Regions from separate parts of the Ovis aries genome. Here region 2 is linked to region 1. A link is a contact called in public Hi-C data. All regions are on one chromosome and are shown on one strand. The core of a region is the stretch at or near the end of the contact, and the rest is flanking DNA. Distances in the headings are between cores, read along the strand shown. Region 1 has its middle 3.9 kb from the start of TRNAS-UGA. Region 2 holds the start of CAMTA2 (calmodulin binding transcription activator 2).

Region 1 (3,112 bases), core at 346-2,845:
ACCTATGAACCAAGCAAAAAAGTACAACCTTACTGCTATGGATATATCTAAGCGAACTGTTGAGTCTTGGGACCCTCAGGAGTCTAGTCCTGGCTCTTGGTTATAGGCTTGGCTTGCACACCAAACAGCTATGAGCAAAACTCCTGCTTTTTATGTGTCATTGTGTGCAAGTATGAGAAGAAAGGCTTGGACTAGTTGAATTTATTTTATTTTATTAAAAATTGTTTTATTTTTGGCTACACAGGGTCTTTGTTGCTGCACACAGGCTTTTTCTAGTTGTGATAAGCAGGGGCTGCTCTTCATTGTGGTGCACAGGCTGCTCACTGGAGTGGCTTCTGGTTGTGGAGCACAAGCTCGAGGTGCAGGAGTTTCAGTAGCAGCTCAAGGGCTGTAGAGTGCTGGCTCAGTAGTCTTGTTGCATGGGCCTAGTTGCTTCTTGACATGTGGACTCTTCCTGCACCAGAGATCGGACTCATGTCTCCTGCATTGGGAGGTGGATTCTTATCCACTGAACCATCAGGAAAGTCCCAGGAGTAGTTGATTTTAAAGATCTCTTGTAGCATTAATATTTTATAACTCTGCAGCAGTTTTTATACAGCTTTCAAAGGTTTGGGGCATTTAACACAGGAATAATAGCTGACCCTGTGTTTTTTTCCTAGGAGCCAAGACAAGCTGATACACAGTAGGAGTCCTGAGCAGGAGAAGTGCATGAAATGTCAGTCTGTAACTCACCAGTCTTGCTCATTGGTACACATAAGACCTCCTTTGGGGACCCCCACAATTACCTGGGGAGCATTTTGCCTGGATTTGTGGGTCTACGTTTCGAGGTAGAGATAAGATCTACAGAAGATGAAGAGGAAGTATATTAGGTATGTCCTAACTGCACTTTCAGTCTACAATTATTTATGCAACACTTGTTCTGTGCCAGGCGCTTTCCTAGGTTCTGAATACTAATACTTGGCAGTAAGAAAAAAAAAATCCTTCCCCTCAGTGAACATTCTCATGAAAGGAAAAAACAATAAACAAAGCAAGTAAGTGAAATACATAGTATGTCAGATGGTGACAGATTCTATGGAGAAAAATAAAGAGAATAAGGGAATTATGGGAAAAATCATAACTTTAAAAATTTTGGAGCATTTTTTATATTTTAAAATTTTTAATTGGAAGATAATTGCTTTACAGTGTTGTGTTGGTTTCTGCTGTACAACATTGTGAATCATCATAGCTCTCTCTCTCTCTTTCTATATATATATATATGTATATATATGTAGCCCCTCCTTCTTGAGCCTTCCTCTCACCCCTGCTTTTTAGAGCAGTTGTAGGTTCACAGCAAAATTGAGAAGATGATGCAGAGATTTCCAATAGATCTCTTGTCTCCACACATGTACAGCCTCCCACATTATCAACATCCCCACACCCTGGTCAGCTTGGTACATTTGTTAACAATTGATGAACCTATATTAACACATCACCAACATCGTCCAAAGTCCATAGTTTACATTAGGGATCGCGTTTGGTGGTATGCTCAGCCCCTCACATTATCAGCACTCCCCCTGCCCCTGCCCCCAGTCAGCTTGGTACATCTGTTACAACTGGTGAACCTACGCTGACACATCTTCAGCATCCAAAGTCCATAGTTTACATTAAGGTTCACTCTTGGTGTTGTATATTCTGTGTGTTTGGACAAGTGTATGATGACATGTATCCACCATGGTGTCATATAAAGCTGATCCAGGAAAAGGAAGGTATTGAATAATATCCTCTGAACTGAGAAGGAACTTTGAGATAGAAAAATGAAGGGGCTACTTCCTAAACTACAATTACAAAGTTTCTTGTGGGGAATTTACATATAAGCAGCTGGACAATCCAGAAGGTACAGGGGGCTGTAAAGGGGCCAAAGCTAAAAACAGAATCTGGAAAAAAAAAAAAAGAGAGAGAATCTAACTACCATGTGAGAAGCAGGGCTGCACAGACTGGAACCTTGGTTTTTTCCTAGCCTCGGGGGGTATCATAATCTGCATCAGCAAAAGGCATTCTTTCAGTTTTCATATCAGATGAAGGTAAGGGTAAAAGTTGACAGAGAACTTCCCTGGCTTGGGCACATTCTTTGTGAAGGGCTTAAGTTCAGTAACAAGAGGGGAGAACTGCAGGCCTAAGATGGAACTGACAGTATGGAGTCAGTGTGGATCAGCCACATTCTCTGCCCAGAAAAGTCCTCTGTGCTCTTCCTGTTCTTCCCACTTTCCTCCCAACCCCTGGCTGATCTTTTTATTGCCTCCATAGTTTTGCCTTTTCCAGTGTGTCATAGAGTTGGAATCATATTGTATGTGATATTTCAAGTTGACTTCTTTCACTAAATAATATGTATTTCAGTATTCTTATTGTCTTTTCATGCCTTGATAGCTCATTTCTTTCTGACAATAAATAATACTCCATTTTCCAGATGAGCCACCGTTAATCCATTCATCTACTCAAGCACACCTTGGTTGCTTCCAAGTTTTAGTAATTGGATAAAATTATTTTCAGCATCTACCTGCAGGTTTTTGCATGGATGTAAGTTTTCAACTCCTTTGGGTAGGTACTGAGAATGTGATTGATAGATCGTATGGTAAGGGTAGGGTTAGTTTTGTAAGACACTGCCAGCTGTCTTTCAAAGTGGCTGTACCATTTTGCATTCCTATCAGCAATGAATGAGAGTTCCTTTTGCTCCACATTCCTGCCAGCATTTGGTGTTGTCAGTGTTCTGGATTTTGGGTATTCTTAATAGGTGCTTGTTTTTTCTTAATTCAATATTTATTTATTTGGCTGCTCCAGGTCTTAGTTGCATCTTGTAGGATCTAGTTCCCTGACCAGGGATTGAACTCAGGCCCCCTGCATTAGGAACATGGAGTCAGCCTCTGGACCACCAGGGAAGGTTCCTCTAATAGATGTTTTAATGGTGTCTCATTGTTGCTTTAATTTGCATTTGTCTGATGACATATGATGTGGAGCATCTTTTCATATGTCTGTCATTTGTGTATCTTCTTTGGTGAGGTGTTTGCTAAGCTAGCTCTTTGTTCTCCCTCTTTTTATGTGATTGGTGCTACTCTGAAGCCTTTTTTTAAAAAGTCTT
Region 2 (3,112 bases), core at 440-2,939, 44 kb before region 1:
TTGGGGAGAAATATCTTCAGGTGGTGGCTGTTCTCTAGAGGGGATGAGAAGGGAGGGCTTAGTGTGAGACATCCCAGTGAGAGCCCAGGGGAAAAGGGCCGAATCCAGAGCACTGGGGTGCGGGGTGGGGTGGTGGTGGTGAATAAAATGATGCCAAGGAGAGCGGGGATCCAAGAATTATAAGGTCACCACCGCTTGGGGGAAATAAAAGGCTGTGCCCAACCTGGAAACCTGGGACTGTGAACTCACCAGCAACCTCGGTGGTGTCCTTGGTATTCATGGTGAGGACTCCAGGGGGCAAGGTCACCCCCGGCCTGAGGGGCCGGGGGGAGGGGGAGTCTGTGCTGGGAAGGGAGAGAACAAGGTCATGGCAGAAGCCCCCACACTATCAAGGATGAGAATGAGGTGGGAGACCTGGTACACAACCGGGTCGTGATATCTGAGGAAGCCAGAGGAAGGGGCTGGACTGGGGTGTCAGAGTACAGCCAGGGGTTGGAGGAGAGGGCGAACCCAGACACCGTGCCAGGAACCAACACGAGTGGGAGACACAACAGAACAGAATAATCAGGAAGAGACCGGCGGGGTGGGGGAGGGGAGAAGGCCGGCGGGGGGCGGCGTTTACAGCCCTGGCTCTCGAAAGGCTGGAGCTGCGGAGGGGTCAGACCCTGGGGCTAGGACTCAGAGCGTCCGGTCCTTGAAGGATGGTTTGACAAATGAGAGCCTGGATGTTGGGGGGAAGGCAGGAGTTCTAAGTCCGGGTGGAGAGCTAGGCCTTAAAAGACACACCCTGAGTTCCTTCTCTTTGATTTTTCCAAGGGGAAGGGCAGATCTGACAACTGATCTTAACCTCCACCCTTTCCTCCAGATTGGTTGGGCCTGAGTAGAACCTGGTTTAGACACCCAGGACCCAGCTACCCAGCCCCAAGTCAACCCATCCTCCACCCTGAGACTGACCGCCCTGTCCACCCCACCGTACCTCTATCCCCAAAGCCTCAGCTTCCCTCGGCCTCCAGGCCTATCCTACCCCATCTACCACTCTGGCTCCAGCCTGAGCCCCCACCCTCCTGGGGGAACAGATGGAAGCTGGAGGATGCTCTCAGCGCGGGCTCCACCAGGTGTCTGGGAATGGAGAGGGGGAAGAGGCCCATCCGAGCACGACTGTGAGCCCTGGAACCTGGGTTGGGGTAAGGACTCCGCCCTAGGGCGCAGGTGCGCAGTCCGGGATGGGCAGCCCGCCAGGGTGCGGAGCGGGCTCGGGGGCGGACCCCCCAGGAGGGGCGGTGGTCAGCGGAGACGCTCTGAGGTGGGAGGGTTCCGCCTCCCGCCCTCACGGAGAGATGTCCTGGAGAAGCTGCGGAACAGAGTCCGCGGGCGCGTGGCGGGCAAGGGGCAGGGCAGGTGCTGGGGAGCGGGGGGTCCCCGGGACGGTCCGGCCCGGCCCGGCAGGTCCGCCGTGGGGCCCTGCGCCGAGCGGCGCCCCCTGGCGCGGGGGAGGAGGACGGAAGCGGGGAGTGAGGGCAAACCCGGGAGAGCGCCGGTGGTCCCCGGCGTGGCGCGCCAAGTCCGGGCGGTGGAGCTGCGCCCCCTGGCGCGGGGGCGGAGAGGCGGGCGAGAGGCCCCGGCTCTTACCTCCCGGGGTCCCGCGGGTGACGGCGGCAGCGGCCATTCTACCCCACACCGACCCCCCCCAGCGCCGGCTGACAGCGGCGTCCGACGTCACTGCGCACGGGGCGGGGCTTCCCAATTAAGGGGATGGGGGTCGGGACGGGAACCTGGGGTCAGCACACGTCTGGCCCTGGGTGGGGCGCTGGCCGGAGGGACTCGGTTTCCAAGGCCGAGCCAGGCGGAGGGACGGGCTGCCGGGAAGTCCCAGAGGGGGCGGCCGCGCTGAGGGGCAGGATGCGGGGTCCTGGAGGCGGAAGCTCCGCCGCCTGACGTGACCTCGGCCCGGAGAGCCGGGTGGGGAACACTGGAGCGGGCAGGACTAAGTTTTTGGGTACAACTCCTTGAATTTGGGGGTACCAGCCCAACTTCATTTTGGCGGGGTCATCGCGAAGCTGAAAAGAGCCCTCCCTTCCCATAAGCCTCCCCATCACTACATCGCAGAGAGAAAGACAACTCTGGGCTCCACTTGCTTGCTTTTTAATAACAGAACGAAGAAGAGAATAGTGACAGGGAGCCTCGGGGGGCTCCTCTGAGAGTGGAGAGGGGAGGCCATCGGGGCTGTTCGTGCCTAGTTCAGAGGCGGGGAGAGGAAGATGGGAGAGGCCAAGGAAAGGAGGAATGCCTTGATGTCCGAAATACTGGAGATTCCAGCTCCCAATCCTGGGCCCCTGAGGCACGGCCAGTGTCTTGAGTTTGGACAGTTTCTCCCTACTCTTCAGACTGCAGTTCCACCAACCAGGGATGGTAAAAGGGGTTCCTAGTGGCTGTGACAGCGCTGAAGGAGCCCATAGAGCCCAGCTGCCTGGAAAGACAAGACCCCTCTTGGCCCAGGGGACTCCAGGGAGACCAAAGCAGCTGTAAGAAAAAAAAAAGAATCAAACAGTAGGTCTTCAGATTTCCTAGGCCCCAAACCCAGGTACCCCCAAGTCTCAGGATCTGGTCTACTTTACTTTTGTTCCTCTCACATCCAGCTATCCCATGTGGCTCTTGGCTTCCCTTGACTCCCCATGCAAGACCAGGGGTCCACATCACCACCCACCAAAGTCCTCTTCAGCCATCCATACCTGGTCCCTGCCAGAAATGAGGAAGTGGTTCTCCTGTGGATAGTCTGCCCTCTCCTCTTCCCGATCAGGGTGTTCAGTGGTGCTAGGGAAGCCACAGCCATCATTGTCAACCAGCAGAGGCCCAGACGCTGCCCCAGAGCTGCCCCACTGGGCCTTCTTCAGTCTGAGGAGAGGTAAGGCTTAGGAAAGAGGGGCCTGGAGGCCAGGCTTCCTGTCTCTCCATTCTTCATCTTCCCGCCCTGAACTAGTTCCTGCTGGGACCCGGAAGTGTTATCATTTGACTTCCAACTCTCCACTTCCAACCTTCTGCTCCCCTCAGACTGAAGTAGTTTCCCATCCAGGGGCTCAGAGGTGACCTCTAGCTTTGCACCATCCTCCAGTTC

Evidence for each region. Hi-C and Micro-C count contacts between places; a contact is called where the count stands out from the background.
Region 2: a contact with region 1 is called in a Hi-C map of mixed tissues, with 1.6 times the contacts expected there. The contact joins the promoter of CAMTA2 here to the enhancer-like site in region 1. A contact is called at or near these places in 4 of 16 Hi-C or Micro-C datasets (mixed tissues, muscle, omental adipose tissue and 1 more).

The regions. Positions count from the first base shown.
Region 1 is chr11:26,251,249-26,254,360 of ARS-UI_Ramb_v3.0, reverse strand. No RefSeq gene overlaps it. Among named protein-coding and RNA genes, the nearest start is that of TRNAS-UGA, 3.9 kb to the left of the region's middle. Within about 2 kb of position 1,595, at least 3 of the 54 cell types and tissues checked have an H3K27ac peak or open chromatin away from gene starts, as enhancers often do.
Region 2 is chr11:26,295,268-26,298,379 of ARS-UI_Ramb_v3.0, reverse strand. It overlaps CAMTA2 (calmodulin binding transcription activator 2), which reads right to left and starts at 1,689. Exons shown (of 21, transcript XM_060395349.1): 1 at 1,630-1,689; 2 at 250-344; 3 at 1-34. The coding sequence starts at 280. It overlaps INCA1 (inhibitor of CDK, cyclin A1 interacting protein 1), which reads right to left. Exons shown (of 7, transcript XM_042255586.2): 6 at 2,730-2,892; 7 at 2,127-2,520. The coding sequence ends at 2,374.